2 separate regions of the Mus musculus genome follow, and region 2 is linked to region 1. Evidence: chromatin contacts called from public ChIA-PET data. All regions are on one chromosome and are shown on one strand. Each heading gives the region's core, a stretch centred on a gene start, on an enhancer-like site or on the middle of the called end of the contact. The rest is flanking DNA. Distances are from core to core; before and after follow the strand shown.

Evidence for each region. ChIA-PET counts read pairs in DNA pulled down with a chosen protein or histone mark.
Region 2: an RNA polymerase II ChIA-PET map of memory CD8 T cells shows a contact between it and region 1, with 12 read pairs. The contact joins two enhancer-like sites. A contact is called at or near these places in 2 of 115 datasets of contacts at active chromatin or transcription factors (memory CD8 T cells and pancreatic cancer cells) and 1 of 9 other capture datasets (adipose tissue).

The regions. Positions count from the first base shown.
Region 1 is chr14:47,359,649-47,366,254 of GRCm38.p6, forward strand. No RefSeq gene overlaps it. Among named protein-coding and RNA genes, the nearest start is that of Gm41147, 7.3 kb to the left of the region's middle. Within about 2 kb of position 2,208, at least 76 of the 459 cell types and tissues checked have an H3K27ac peak or open chromatin away from gene starts, as enhancers often do. A contact at or near this core is called in memory CD8 T cells, where this site is marked.
Region 2 is chr14:47,100,465-47,107,408 of GRCm38.p6, forward strand. Samd4 (sterile alpha motif domain containing 4) reads left to right here. Exons shown (of 13, transcript NM_001037221.2): 13 at 967-5,353. The coding sequence ends at 995. The region is part of intron 3 of Gm10371 (predicted gene 10371); the gene reads right to left. Among named protein-coding and RNA genes, the nearest start is that of Gm10371, 12 kb to the right of the region's middle. Within about 2 kb of position 4,332, at least 80 of the 459 cell types and tissues checked have an H3K27ac peak or open chromatin away from gene starts, as enhancers often do. A contact at or near this core is called in memory CD8 T cells, where this site is marked.

The DNA of each region.
Region 1 (6,606 bases), core at 958-3,457:
TAAAAAAGAAATCAGAGAGAGTAAGAGGAAGTCAGAAGGATGGATAGAGAGGCACAGGAAGTAGAAGGGAGGACATTGAGTTGGAAGGAGGTTTCTTAGAGATGGCGTGAGAGAGGGACATTGTTTCTAGGATGTCAGCTGAGGAGGAAGTTCAGCTGGGTGCTTTCTCTTCCTCTCTGAGCTAGCTGGTTTTCACCACAGCATCTGGCTCCTGAGTCTCCCCATTGGTAAAGTTGAACAACTGAGATTTTGTTTAAAAAACAACAGACCATAACCAAGCCAGCCTCCTCAGGCTGGGGTCTTACATCCACTTGGAGGCTGCGGGGGATAGATGTTTCTGGACAGTTCTGATCATTGAAAGTGAGACTAAGAGAACTGATTAGCCCAGAGAAGAAAACAGCAGGGTTTTTGTTTTGTTTTGTTTTCAAAACCTGGCCGGGCATGGTGGCACACACCTTTAATCCCAGCACTTGGGAAGCAGAGGCAGGCGGATTTCTAAATTTGAGGCCAGCCTGGTCTACAAAGTGAGTTCAAGGCTACACAGAGAAACCCTGTCTTGAAAAACCAAAAAAAAAAAAAAAAAAAAAAAAGAAAAGAAAGAAAGAAAGAAAGAAAAACAGAAAAAAAAAAAAGAAAAGAAAATCTGACATCTTATTGGAACTAGCACAGGGTGGACCAGGGACAGATCCTAGACAGAAGGGTGAAAGCATTGTTGTTGGTGGCTCACGTGTGGCTACAGAGGCATCCTGGAGGGCAGATACGAAGGAAGAATGCAGCATGGAGTCTATGGGCCAGACTGAGAGAGAACTACACAGGCGCCTGGCTCAGCCGTGCAAGCTGAGCTCTGGCCTCTTCCCTGCCCAGGAGGCCACCAGCAGCCAAACCACGGAGGGATAGTAAGGAACCTGGAGTGCCACAGAGTTGCTGTGACCTAGGAATTGTTGCTGTTGCTGTGTAGAGACATGCAAGAGAGTCTTGACAGAAGAAACAACAGATTCGCATGACTACCCCAAGAAAAAGAGGATATTTTTCTGTGACCTCACTTTAGATTACATTACTTTATTTATCATGTGTGTGTGTGGGGGGGGGGACAGGGTTGCGTGTGTAATACAGAAAAGGTGTCAGCGTCAGAGGATGACTTTCAGAGGTCTCTGCTCCCATCATGTGGGTCCTGGGGACCAAGCTCAGGTTGGCAGGCTTGGTAGCTGCTGAGCCATCTTGCTGACCCCATGGGCATATTAATTACAAAGATTCCTAACAAGGATAGAGCGGCTACCATTGCAGGTTGGTGGTAGATGTAGTTCTTGCTTGCTTGGCAAACAGCTGTATAATTTTGCTTTCCCACAGGCTGGTAGCAAAGGAAAATACATTTAAAAAATTTTAAGTCACGGGGAGAAAAAAAAAAAAAAAACAACAAACCAAGTGGAAGCAACTCTTTTTCTCCTCAGATCTGCTCACGTTTACTTTGAGAAAGCACACGTGTCGGCAGAGTTACGGAGACTGGTTCTGCCCATGGCAGGTGCTCAGAACAGGGCGGCTTATAATTATTTCCATTTGTCTTGTGTTTGCTCACAAAAGTAGAGGAAATTATAAGAGGCGGGCAATGGCTGTCATTACTTACCTTGGAAATTGTCCATCATGGTTTCTCATGTGTATTTCCTAAAGAAATGACTGTTGACTGTGGTCTAGCCCTGGGTAATCTGGCCTAGTCATTTTGGTGCCTGTCTTAGGATTTCCATTGCTGTGAAGGAACACCACAGCAACAGCAACTCATAAAATGCAACATTTAATTAGGGCTGGCTTACAGGTTCGGTCCATTATCATCAATGGTGGGAAGTATGGCAGCATGCAGGCAGACCAGAGTTCTACATCTTGATCTGAAGGCAGTCAGGAGGAGACTGGGCAGAGCTTAAGCACGTATATTCCTCAAAGCCTGCAAACATACTTCCTCCACAAGATCACACCTACTCCACAAGGGCACACCTCCTAATAGTGCCACTTCCCTTGGCCAAACACTCAAACACATGAGACTATGAGGGCCATATCTATTCAGACCACCACAGTGCCCAAACTTACCACAAGCCTGTATGTCACCAGTTAAAAACTGACTTTCTCCAACCCCCTACTTTCAAGAACACCCACCTCAGTAGCTCTGTCATGTCTGAGGAAGAATGAGCTAAGCTGGGCATGACAGCCCACATCTGCAACCCAGCACTTGGGTGGTTGAGGCATAATCATGAGACCAAATTTGAGAGCAGTCCAGGCTCCACAGAAAGTCCCTGCCCCAACAAAACAAAATAGTCACACAGCCTCTTCAACCACTTGATTTATCATTCCGTGCCTGGCATTTCTGCCAGAAACTGGGGATAAAGTGACCAAGGGATTGCAGCATGAGCTGGCACCAAGAAGCTCACGGGTGGACGTGAAATTCTGCGTGAAGTAGGGCCTGCTCATTCTGAAAAGAAACCCTTGTTCCTCCTGACTCCTCACCCCGGTTTCCGGTTCCCTCTCTCACTTCAGCCTTGTCTTTCTGCGTCAGCATCACATGCTCTCTTCTCCTCAGTTTGTGGTTGTGGTTGTTATTGTTTGTTCTACAAAGAACGGTTTGCATTCCTTATCTTTCCGGCCACCAAGCTGTGCAGGTAGTCCTGAAAATGCTCACTCTATCAGTGGTCAGGATGCTTGCTGGACCCTTATGGCAGAGTTATCACTGTTCTTGCCTTCGACCCAAGAGGGCATGCGTGAATACCTCTATCTGCATCTCTCTGTGTCTGTCATCACTTTCTCCTTATGTGGCATAGGGGTCCAGCCTCCATCTTTTTCTGCCTGCTACCCATTCTAGGAGATGACAGTCACCTCAAAGACTCCAGAGACATTCCCACTTTGCTCCATCTGGAGTCTCCCCTGACCTCAGACCCTTACTTTCTCTTCCTGGGCATGCTGTTGGGTTTCAGATCTGTGGGAAGGAAGAACGAGAACTGTGATTTTAGAACTGACTCCTCTCTCTGCCATCAACTGAATCGGGGGCCGAATCAGAAGCCTCTGTGACCTCTGTCACTGTCCCCTCTCTTTCAGGGAATCTTCCTGCCACTGAGATCCATTAGAGCTGACTCCAAGCCATCAGTCCCAACGAGGAATGGTGAATTGGCTTCATCTAATGTGTCACTTCCATGTGCTAAGGATTTGGAGACAGCACTTGGCCTCACAAGAAAACACTGCGGTGCCTGGTTGTGCTCCCACAGCAGGATTCACACTTCGTTCCTTCATTAGCTCTGCACCTTCTCTGGTGAACAAACAGAGCTCAGCCCTTCCTGTTGCAGGTTGCCACTGCCCTGGGCACTCTCTCTCTTAGGACTAGGCCCCTTAATAAACATTTCCCACTTGTGATTCCTCATCACCACAGAAACGTTGCCATCACCCTACACATATATCAGTGAGGACTAGAAATCAAACATGTATTGATAGTAAATCATGAAGAAACATTTTAAACAATCCTTTGGTGTGTTGCAATTTATCATGTATTAGAGCAGAAAGTAATTGTCACAATATGCAGGAGATGGATATGTGCTTACTTGTTTTTACATAAGATTAAATCTTGGCTGAATATTTGATCCTGCAAGGTGTAGAAACGTTTCAGTATTCTTCAAAGTTGACCAATATTTTGTTTTCTAAATAGTCAGTGCTGGGCTGGAGAGATGGCTTAGTGGTTAAGAGCACTGACTGCTCTTCCAAAGGTCTTGAGTTCAAATCCCAGCAACCACATGGTGGCTCACAACTATCTGTAATGGGATCTGATGCCCTCTTCTGATGTGTCTGAAGACAGAGATAGGACAGTGTACTCACATGCATAAAATAAATAAATCTTAATATATAAATAGTCAGAGCTGAGAATATTGCCTTGTAGAACTATAAAATGGCAGAAATGTGCTCACAGTGACTTCAGAGATTGTTAGAAACTCTATTCTAATCACAAACCCAAATCATCTAACAATCAAAATATTATTATTATTTTATGTTGTATGGGTGTTTTGCATGCATGCATACCTGTATGCCTTGTGTGTGCTCGGTGCCTGGGGAGACCAGAAGAGGACCTGAAGTGACAGACAGTTGTGAACCACCATGGGATGCGATGCTGAGAATCCAATCCAAGTCTTCTGGAAGAGCAGTCAGTGTTCTTCAGTGCTGACCCACCCTCCAGCCCTCACAGTGCTTCAAAAGAGAAAACAATTCAAATAGCAATTTTTATGATTTTTAAAAAATATATCTTATTTATCTTATATATATATGTTGAGTACACTGTAGCTGTCTTCAGACACACCAGAAGAGGGCATTGGATTCCATTACAGATGGTTGCTAGCCACCATGTGGTTGCTGGAAAATGAACTCAGGACCTCTGGAAGAGCAGTCAGGGCTCTTAACCACTGAGCCATCTCTCCAGCCCACAATTTCTAAAATCAAACGCTCTGACACAATGCACTAATCTGATGCTTACATGCTAAATAATGACACAAATATTAAAAGTCTTTGCTTCCTAAAAGTAAGCCACTATGTTTTTCTAAGAGCAAAAAGTCTCGAACAGCAGAAACACTGCTTCTCACGATGCAGAAGCATCCGGAATCTGAGCCACGGTGTACCAGCCAGACAGCACGCACAGGGCAAAGTGTACGCTGTGTGTCCTGAACTAAGGCTGCAATGAGATCCTGCATGGGTGAAGACTGCCAGAAACCCCTCAGATTTGTCATCTGCTTGATTTGGAATTAATCTGTCTGGAAAGCCTTCAGTGTCATCACCCTCTGAATACGCTCCACATTTAGTGACCCACAGTCCAAAACGCTGAGTCTTGGAATACCAGAAATATGCCAAAACTTCCACGTATCCTCTACCTTCTGACTCTCTCACCCCCACCATTAAGACCTTGCATTGTCCCTCCAAAACAGTGGTTTTCAACACCTGGGGGGGGGGGTTGAACGCCCTTCTTATAAGGGGTCACCTCAGACCATCTGCATATCAGATATTACATTCTGATTTGTAGCAGTAGCAAAATTACAGTTATGAAGTAGCAATGAAAATAATTTTATGGTTATGGTGTCACCTCAGCATGAGCAACTGTATTAAAGGGGGTTGCAGGATTGGGAAGGTTGAAAACCACTGCAAAAAGACCTGCACTCTCTGATCTACCCGCACCATAGTCCTGCGGCTCACAGAACAGACCCAATGTCTCCCTGCCCCGTCTCAACCCCTACGTCAGCTACTTACTACCTGTGCAACCCCGATCGATTTATGTAACTCCCTATGCCTCTGTTTCCTCATCATACAAGTGGAAATAGTTATTACTCACTGATAAGCTGCTGTGAGAATTACACGAGTTAAAGGACAGAAAATGCCTAGCTTAGCTCCTGCCGTGTAATAAACCCAAGGGCAATGTTCATTCATGTTGCTACCACACCTGGAACCCTTCTTCCCCTTGGCTTTGCTCAGGGTGTTCCACTGGCCCTGCCCGGCCTTCCTCCACTCCCAGTAGGAGTAAATTGTTCCTCTCTCTGCAGGACAACGGCGTGTGTCACATGCTTCCTCCACTCCGCCGTAGGGGGCGGGGGTGGGGTAGGGGACAGGCAGTAATTACTATCTATGTGCGCTCGTGCGCATGAGACTCAGGGTTTGGGTGCTCCTTAAAGGCAGGCTTTTGTGTCGGAGGAGAGTAGCCCTGTCGGTGATAAGGAATGAATGAACTGTCCGCAGAGGCAGACTGACTGTTGAGTAGTAAAACGGGTCAGAGTTGAAGTTGCTATTTATCACCCTTGCAGGTTCCTCCTTGCTTCCTGAAGCACCGTCTGCTCCGCATCGCTGGGAATCACTTGGCTAGCTCAGGCTTGTTTGAGCCTGGGAGGGGGTTTGTGACTTTCAGTGCTATACTGCCCATTCTCGTCATCGAAGATTGCATTTTTCATAATCTAGTTTCCTCCAACATTTGGGTTCCACTCTAGGTAAAGAACAAACAGGAGTTCCTCTCTCTACTCCAAGACTCTCGAGGCTCCCTCTCTCTTTTTGAGACAAGATCTCACTATGTAGTTCTGGCTAGCCTAGAACTTACAGAGATCCACCTCTCTCAGCCTCTCAAGAATTAAAAGCATTAAAGGCTAGGATTAAAAGCATTTGCTGCCGTGCCCAGTTTGACGTTCGTTCATTCTTGCTGAGACCATGGACTTTGAGGTCTTCGTGATTGTGAATAATATCGTTGCTGCAAGTGGTGGTAGGGTTTTTGGAGAGCTTTGAGTTACAATTAGTTAAAGGAATTAGCCCCTTCTGAAATCCACCTACCAGAGTTTGTTGCCCGAACCAAAGGTGTGACAGTCTAGCACTCCAGTGTACTCCTGTTACTAGACTGCATCATTCATAGGAAACAGCCAGGCTACGCTATGCTTCGTTGGATTCCCTGAGAAATTTGCAAGCTTGATTGCTATCCTTGTGGTTTCACAACCCATGATAGTCCCTTCAAAAGTTCAGAGAGGGGCTGGAGAGGCACTGGCTGCTCCTTCAGAGAAGCCAAGTTCAGTTCCTGACACCAACATGGCTGCTCACAGTTAACTCCAGTTCCAGGGGACCCAA
Region 2 (6,944 bases), core at 3,082-5,581, 260 kb before region 1:
CATCTGCCTTTGCTTTCCCTGCCTTTACCCCTGTTCTTGCAGCAGAGAGTTTGGATCAGCTGTCTCCATCCCTCTGGCTGCACAGTGTGGGCAGGAACAGGTCTTTGGCCTTTCATCAAGGACTTGCAGTAAGAGAGAAATAATTCCAAAGAAACAGGTGTGAATGCCACAGTTCCATTTGCTTTTCTATGAGACCCCTTCTCTGTCTTTCCAGGCCTGCGCCTGCCTCTCATCCTACACCCTAGGGTCTACTGCCTGTCTCTCCATTTGATAATCTGTCATTCCACCTCTCTTGTCCCTTCCCATCTTCCCATCATCCCCTCCTGAATCTTCCTTGCTTAGCATCCAACCAGCTCCATCGACAAGCCGTTTTGTGTCTTTATGAAACCACCCTTGACTTCCAAGGCCGAGTTATACATTCCTCCCTCCCTGTTCATTCTTTCTTGGGACACACTGGTTAGAGCCACCATCACTCCAGGCATCATTGTTGACTTATGTGTCTGTAATGTAAATTCTAAAATGTGACTATTTGGGAGATTAGAGCAGTTGCATCTTGGTTCCTGGGCTTAATATGGCTCCTGTTAAAAAACAAAAACAAAAACAAAAAACCAACCTCTCCAGATGTTAGATGGGTGATAATGTCAGTGAGTGTGTGGGTGTGTGTGTGTGGGTGGGTGGGTGGGTGGGTAGATAGGAAAATGAGTGGATGGATGGGTAGGTAGGGTAGGTGAATGGGTGGGTGTGTAGGTGGCTGAGTGGATGGATGAGTGGTGGCTAGGTGGGTGGCTAGGTGGGTGAATGGTAGGTGGGTGGATGAATAAGTGAATGGACAGGTAGGTGGGCATGCAAGTGAGTTAGCAAATAAAGCCTTCATCTTAGAGACCAGTATGTTGAAAGTGCTGGCCATGCTGGTAGACAGCTAGCCCAGAGTGGTTTTGCTCAGTAGTCCTCTGGTTTCCTCCACAGACGGGGTTGACCGGACCTCCACAATCTAGAAACTGAAGATGACAGTGACCGCGCTGGCCGTGAAATGGACTGCTGCGGGCCCAGTGTCAGCCATCTTCAGGGTTGCAGAGACTCTTCCAAGACACTTTGCAGCCTTTTTCCCCTGGTCCCTCGCCCATTTTGATTTTGTGAGAGCGTAGGTCATCCTTGTAAACATATCAGTAGACCTGGGGTTGGTTATGTTGTCATTTGTTTCTGTCAGGGGATGGGACGGTATGCAGGGTGGGGAGGGGACTCTCGGGGGAATGTGGGGCTGGGAGGGGGTGGAGGGATGCTAGTAGCTTCCTGGATGGAAATGGAGTGGGGAAGAGTATTGCTAGGTGAGATATGCAAGAGACACACAGGAGGGAGGTAGAAGCCCTGCCCTGGGGAGCCTTCTCAGAACCCGGCTTCACAGTCAGGCTGCAGAAGACAGCGGACACAAGCAAGGAGAGCAAGATGGCAGCCAGCCTGTTTGTGGCTCCCCTGACCGGATTTCCCCGAGGCCCGGCTTGAAACAACCACAAGAGAGGGCTATATGGCACCAAGGGCAAGAGGAAGAAATTCCCTCCAGCAAACTTTCAGATAAACTTTGATTTGTGTATTGTTTACATAAGAATTTTAAAGGGTACATAATGTGTAGAGTGTGGATAGAACTTCTCTTCATACTATGGTTTTTTTTGTAAAAGACTGATTATTGTTATGGATTCATTCTGTCTCATCTATTTTTATAATAGCAGCAGGGTTGTCTTTTAAAAAAAAAAAAAAAACGGCTGCCAAGCTCTGCTTCTTGGGAAGGTGATTACAGTCAAGTAGGCCTCAAGTTACCGTCTTCGACCATGAGGTGGGAGGAGTGTGTGGATGGGTTTGAAGGATAAGGATGTGGCTGAGATGAACAGAGTACTAGGTGTGGACACCAGGATGATGGCGCTGTGTGATCAGTTCTGGATTTGCTCGTAGGCTATCTAGAGATGATAAACTCTGCAACCTCTTTCTGGGCTGGATTTGCATCCCACGCAAGACCTGTTTTTTGCTTCCCACCCTCCCCACAGGCTCCATCCTACCAGCCCCGGTCTCCCTCCACAGACACACACGTGGATAACAGTCCCTCTAGAGAAGGAAAGACAGGGGTTGATGGTTTTCTTTTGCATGAAGCCTGACACTGAAACATCTGTGATGGAGACTTTGCAGGAGCCTAGGCCTGGGAGTCTTATCTCTTCTCACTCCATCTCTGCCAAAGGAGAATGGCCCAGCAGTAGTGTCACAGAGAGAATGCAGAGATGCAATAGGTCCCCGTGGTCCAGCTCCACCATGGGAGGAAGAGGGGACAATGGAAACAGAAGCAGGAAAGGTTAAGTTCCTGAGAGAAGTGGTTGCTCTCTCTATGCATGTGAGTCAGAGATTTGCTGTGTTGTGGGATGGTTTATCCAACCACGCACAGAAAAGAGAAAACCCTCACACGTACATTACACAGTTCGAGATTAACTGTAACACCGTGTGGGAATAGATCTATTTCTTAAGGGCAACAAAGAATAGTTCAGAATTTAATGCAATGGAGGATATCAGAGGGAATCCAAAAGAAATTATGTGCCACACTGGAGAATTAGCTGCGTAAATGTGACAGTATGAGTGAGTAGCCGGAGGCATGATCTAGAACATAATATAAGGCCTGTCTAGTAAATGGGTAAGACAGATTCCTCTTTAAAAAAAAAAAAAAAAGTGACATTTAAAACCAGACCATGCAAATGACCTTGCCTATGGTTATTTTTTTTTTCAAGTTAATGAAGTGCACACAGATTCTAAAGGCCTTAATAAAAATCCACACAACTGTGTTTGCCTGTCAAGATTACAGGTGGACAACCGAGCCGAGCCTTGGATGCTACAACAGAGATTTCGAAGTCCTTTTACAGTGCAGGGCCAAGGACACCTTAAGAAGGTTGAGCTTTTAGTGATCATGGACGACTTGGATCATCACCCCAATCAGCACTTTATAACAACACCAGAAACAAAAGATGCAGGACACTCCTTGGGTGACCCAGTCTTGAAGATGCAAATTCACGTGCAGAAAGAGGCAGCATGTTTAATTTTTATATGTAGATAGATAGACTTTTTTTTTTTAACCAAGTGCCATTAACATTCATCCCTCGTGTCCCTTTCCAAGCTCAGTGTTGGGGAAGGAGCTGGGATGGAGGATCCCATGTCAGGCAGAACAGGTTAAAATGTCGAAGGCCAAAGGGAAGGCCAGAGGGTCTGAGGAAGTGTTTGGAGGATGCTGGAAAGGTTAACAGAGAGGAACAATAGGACTCCTCATCCTGTAGGAAAGAGAAGGTGTTTAAGTCCGCTACACGCAACGCACGTACCCATAAGGTCATGGGATATTCAGAAACCAGTTTGTGAACACAATCACACGAGTGCGAATCTTTTAAGAGGAAGAAGACCATAGAGTATATTTGCAAATCTGAATTTCTATTTATTCCTTCATTGAATATAGAAGCAATGGTTATCTGATTATTAGAGATATTATTTTGGATATGTCACTTATTAACTCGCTATGGCTGGTACCCATGATAAAGTCTGTTATTAGTAACAACAGAATTCTTTTTTTAAAAAAAAAAAGAAAAAAAGAAAAGCTTATTTTTCATTGACTGTATAGATTTATCTACTTAGTTGTGGTTTGCTATGTTAGTGTTTTTATTTTTATTTTTTAAGTTGTGTTCTGATGATTTTTAAGAACCTCCCCCCCCCCACCTTGATTTGAGTCCTGTGTTGACTACAGGTATACAGCTCAATTTAAAAATCCTAAAGCAAAGAAATTTTATTTATAAAAAAAAATTTTAAAAAGAGTCGAGCAGTTGCATGCCTGAGGCTGTGAAGTCAGGCCTTGAGCAGTGAGCTGCAGTGCCTTTTTTTGTATTTACCCATTGACCACCCCGCCCCAACACAGCTGTTTTATATTAAATAGTAAAGGTTTGAAACTTTCCGAGTAAAGTCTATTTCACTGCATAGGTTCTCCCCATCTCCACCCCACCCCACCCCCGCCCCCACCCGCACCCCAGGCGCCCTGATTTAAGCAGCATGTCTGCACTGTCTGAGACACAATGCTGGTCTACAATATCATGGGGTGATGTTTTATTGGTGCTTTTTTGTTCATAGTGTTTTCTTACCAGAAAACAGTAGGAAGAAACACAAACTATACAAGACACAACACGACGCTGCTGATGGTTTGTTTTGTGTGTTCCCCACCCCCACCTGCTTTTTGAGTTTCACTTTCTTATTACACAAATCCAGCAAGCAAAGTAGTGGCCGGTGGGTCCCGCCTGCCTGCCTGCCTAGGGCTGCTATTTGCATCAAGCGCCCAGCCTGGGTTGAGCTGAAGGTCTCTTTCTGGTACCCAGGCCGGGAGCCAGCCGCAGCTGGGCCCCACCTCCCATTCTCCCGATGCGACACTGAGGGAAACCAGAGTTTCTTTTGAGGTGTCGCTGGCTGCCTTTTACAGAGTGGGAGTCTTCTCTGGGCCTTCCTTTCCTCTGTGCCTAGTAGCTAGCTAGCGCTGGTGCAAGGTTTGTAGATCTGTGCACCCCAGAGCTGGGATGAGGGCTGAGCGAGGGAGGGGAGGAAAGTGGATTCTGTTGGGCGCCCTTCCTCTCTAGCCTGAGTGGGGAGAACCCAGGGTGCTCAGGTGTGCCTATCATAAACAGAACCTGCAGAAGGATAAGTTGTACACAGAGCTGTGATGATATCTGTGTTGGCTTTGTTTTTCAGTTTGTTTTTCTTTTCTTTTTTTACAACTCATCAGAGATGTTTGCAAAGCGACTTTTTTTTTAATCCTTTATCTTGACTTAAAGGTAAATATGTATCCCTCTGGGAGGAGCAAAAAGAAAGCAGGAGTGTTAGTGATGGCAAACAGGAGACTTCCTCCCTTATTAATATATAACCCTCATGTATTTATGCCTAACGCAAGCTGACTTTCAAAGAGCTTCCTTTCGTTGCATGCCCTGTGCAGGCATCTGTATTGTACATGCATGCCTTTTGTCCTGGTTTCCTGTATAAAGTTAGTGAACAAAGAAATATTTTTGCCTAGTTCATGTTGCCAAGCAATGCATATTTTTTAAATTTGTCATACATGGAAAGAGCATGTTTGTTACATGTGAAAGCTCTACTGATGCAGATACACTAATGTTTGAACATGCTGTTCTTTGCAAGTGTACAGTTTTCAAATGTTGTTATCAGTGACAACACCCTTGTGGTCTAAACTTGCTACAATGTATTTATTATTCATTTCCTCCCACAGAAATAAGAATCATGGCTATATTTCATATGGTTATATTGAGAGTGAAGGGAAATGATTAATACAAGGTTTTGTAACACTGGTGTGTATGCGTGTGTCTTTTCACTCTCTCTCCTCTTTTTGTAAATATGATTAACTATTTAAAAAAAAATGTCTCTTAGAAATCAGCCCTCACTGAAGAACCAACATGAACTCCACCCACGTGACCATACCACGTGACCACACCATGTGACCACACCATGTGATGCCCACCATTAGCTGCCTACTCCTTTCTGAGACAGGTTGGGGAGAGGATGAGCAGAATGAACATGGTTTGATCTGTGCCCAGAATATCCAGTGAATGTTTTGTCCAAGGTAAATGCAAACTACTACATGGTCCATAACTTCCTCCCTCACTTGACTGCCTTTGGCACATCTTGCACCTTTATCATAGCATATAGAAACTGCCACCTTGGAATCTTGGGACTTCCCCTACATGTGGTTTGGACCCCATTCTAACACTTGTAACTCCAATATAATGACATATAATACATGGTAAGCTCTGAGTACTGGGTGGTTAAGAGTATGAGTGGAGAGGCAGACTTTAGATTGACATCTGGCTTCAGCATCCTCTAGCTATGTAATGAGGGCAACACTCTTAACCTCTTGACCTATGATGACTCGACCTTTATGTCTTTGGACCTCCAAGCCAAAGAGAAGTGAAGACAAAACATGAGACAGAGGCTATTCCCACCTGCAACCTTGCAACCACAGAGGTCTCTAAGATAGCCTCACTCGAGACGGGATCAATGAAGTCTTAGTGTTCAGTTGCTGTGAAAAGACACCACAACCACGGCAACTCTTACTAAAGAAAAACATTTAATTGGGGCTGGCTTATGGGTTCAGAGGTTTAGTCCATTACCATCATGGCAGGCAATCTGGCAGCACACAGAGCAGACATGGTGCTGGAGAGGCAGCTGAGAGTTCTACATCTGGATCTGCAGCAGGAAGAGTGACACTGGGCCTGGCTTGAGCTTCTGAAGCCTCAAAACCTACTTCAACAGGGCCACACCTCTGATAATGCCACTCCCTATAAGTCTATGGGGGGCATTTTCATTCAAACCACCACAAATGACCACACAGCAACTCCCCTTTCTTCGGGCTCAACAGTTTAAAACACATTTTTTTTTAAAAAAAATCTAAATTGGTGCTTGAAAGCATACAGAAATACCTCATACCCTAAGATTAAAAAAAATGAAATTCCTCATAAAGTTAAATCTTTATAACTCAAATGAGCAATAAGACAGACACACAAGAAAATATTGGACCTTGCTTTTAAATGTACAGAATGGGAAGAAACGAATATTAGAGACCAGGGCTCAGGGGAGCGGGTGGTTAGCACTGCCTGGAGTAGAGCTGGGCCAGCTGATCCTGGCAGCAAGGCTAGTGCTCTCTGGCTTTGTAAAGGGATGTTCAATCCTGGAAAAAGGGCCTACACAGTGGAAAGCTCCCAGGGCATCCCACAGCCCTTGCACCAAAGAGATGTAATTCCACTTATTAAAAAAGGAATTGGAGCAGGCAGTAATGGTGCAGGCCTTTAATCCTAGCACTTGGGAGACAGAGGCAGATGGATCCCTGAACTTCAAGGCCAGCCTGTTCTACATAGTGATTCCAGACCAGCTCTGACTATAGA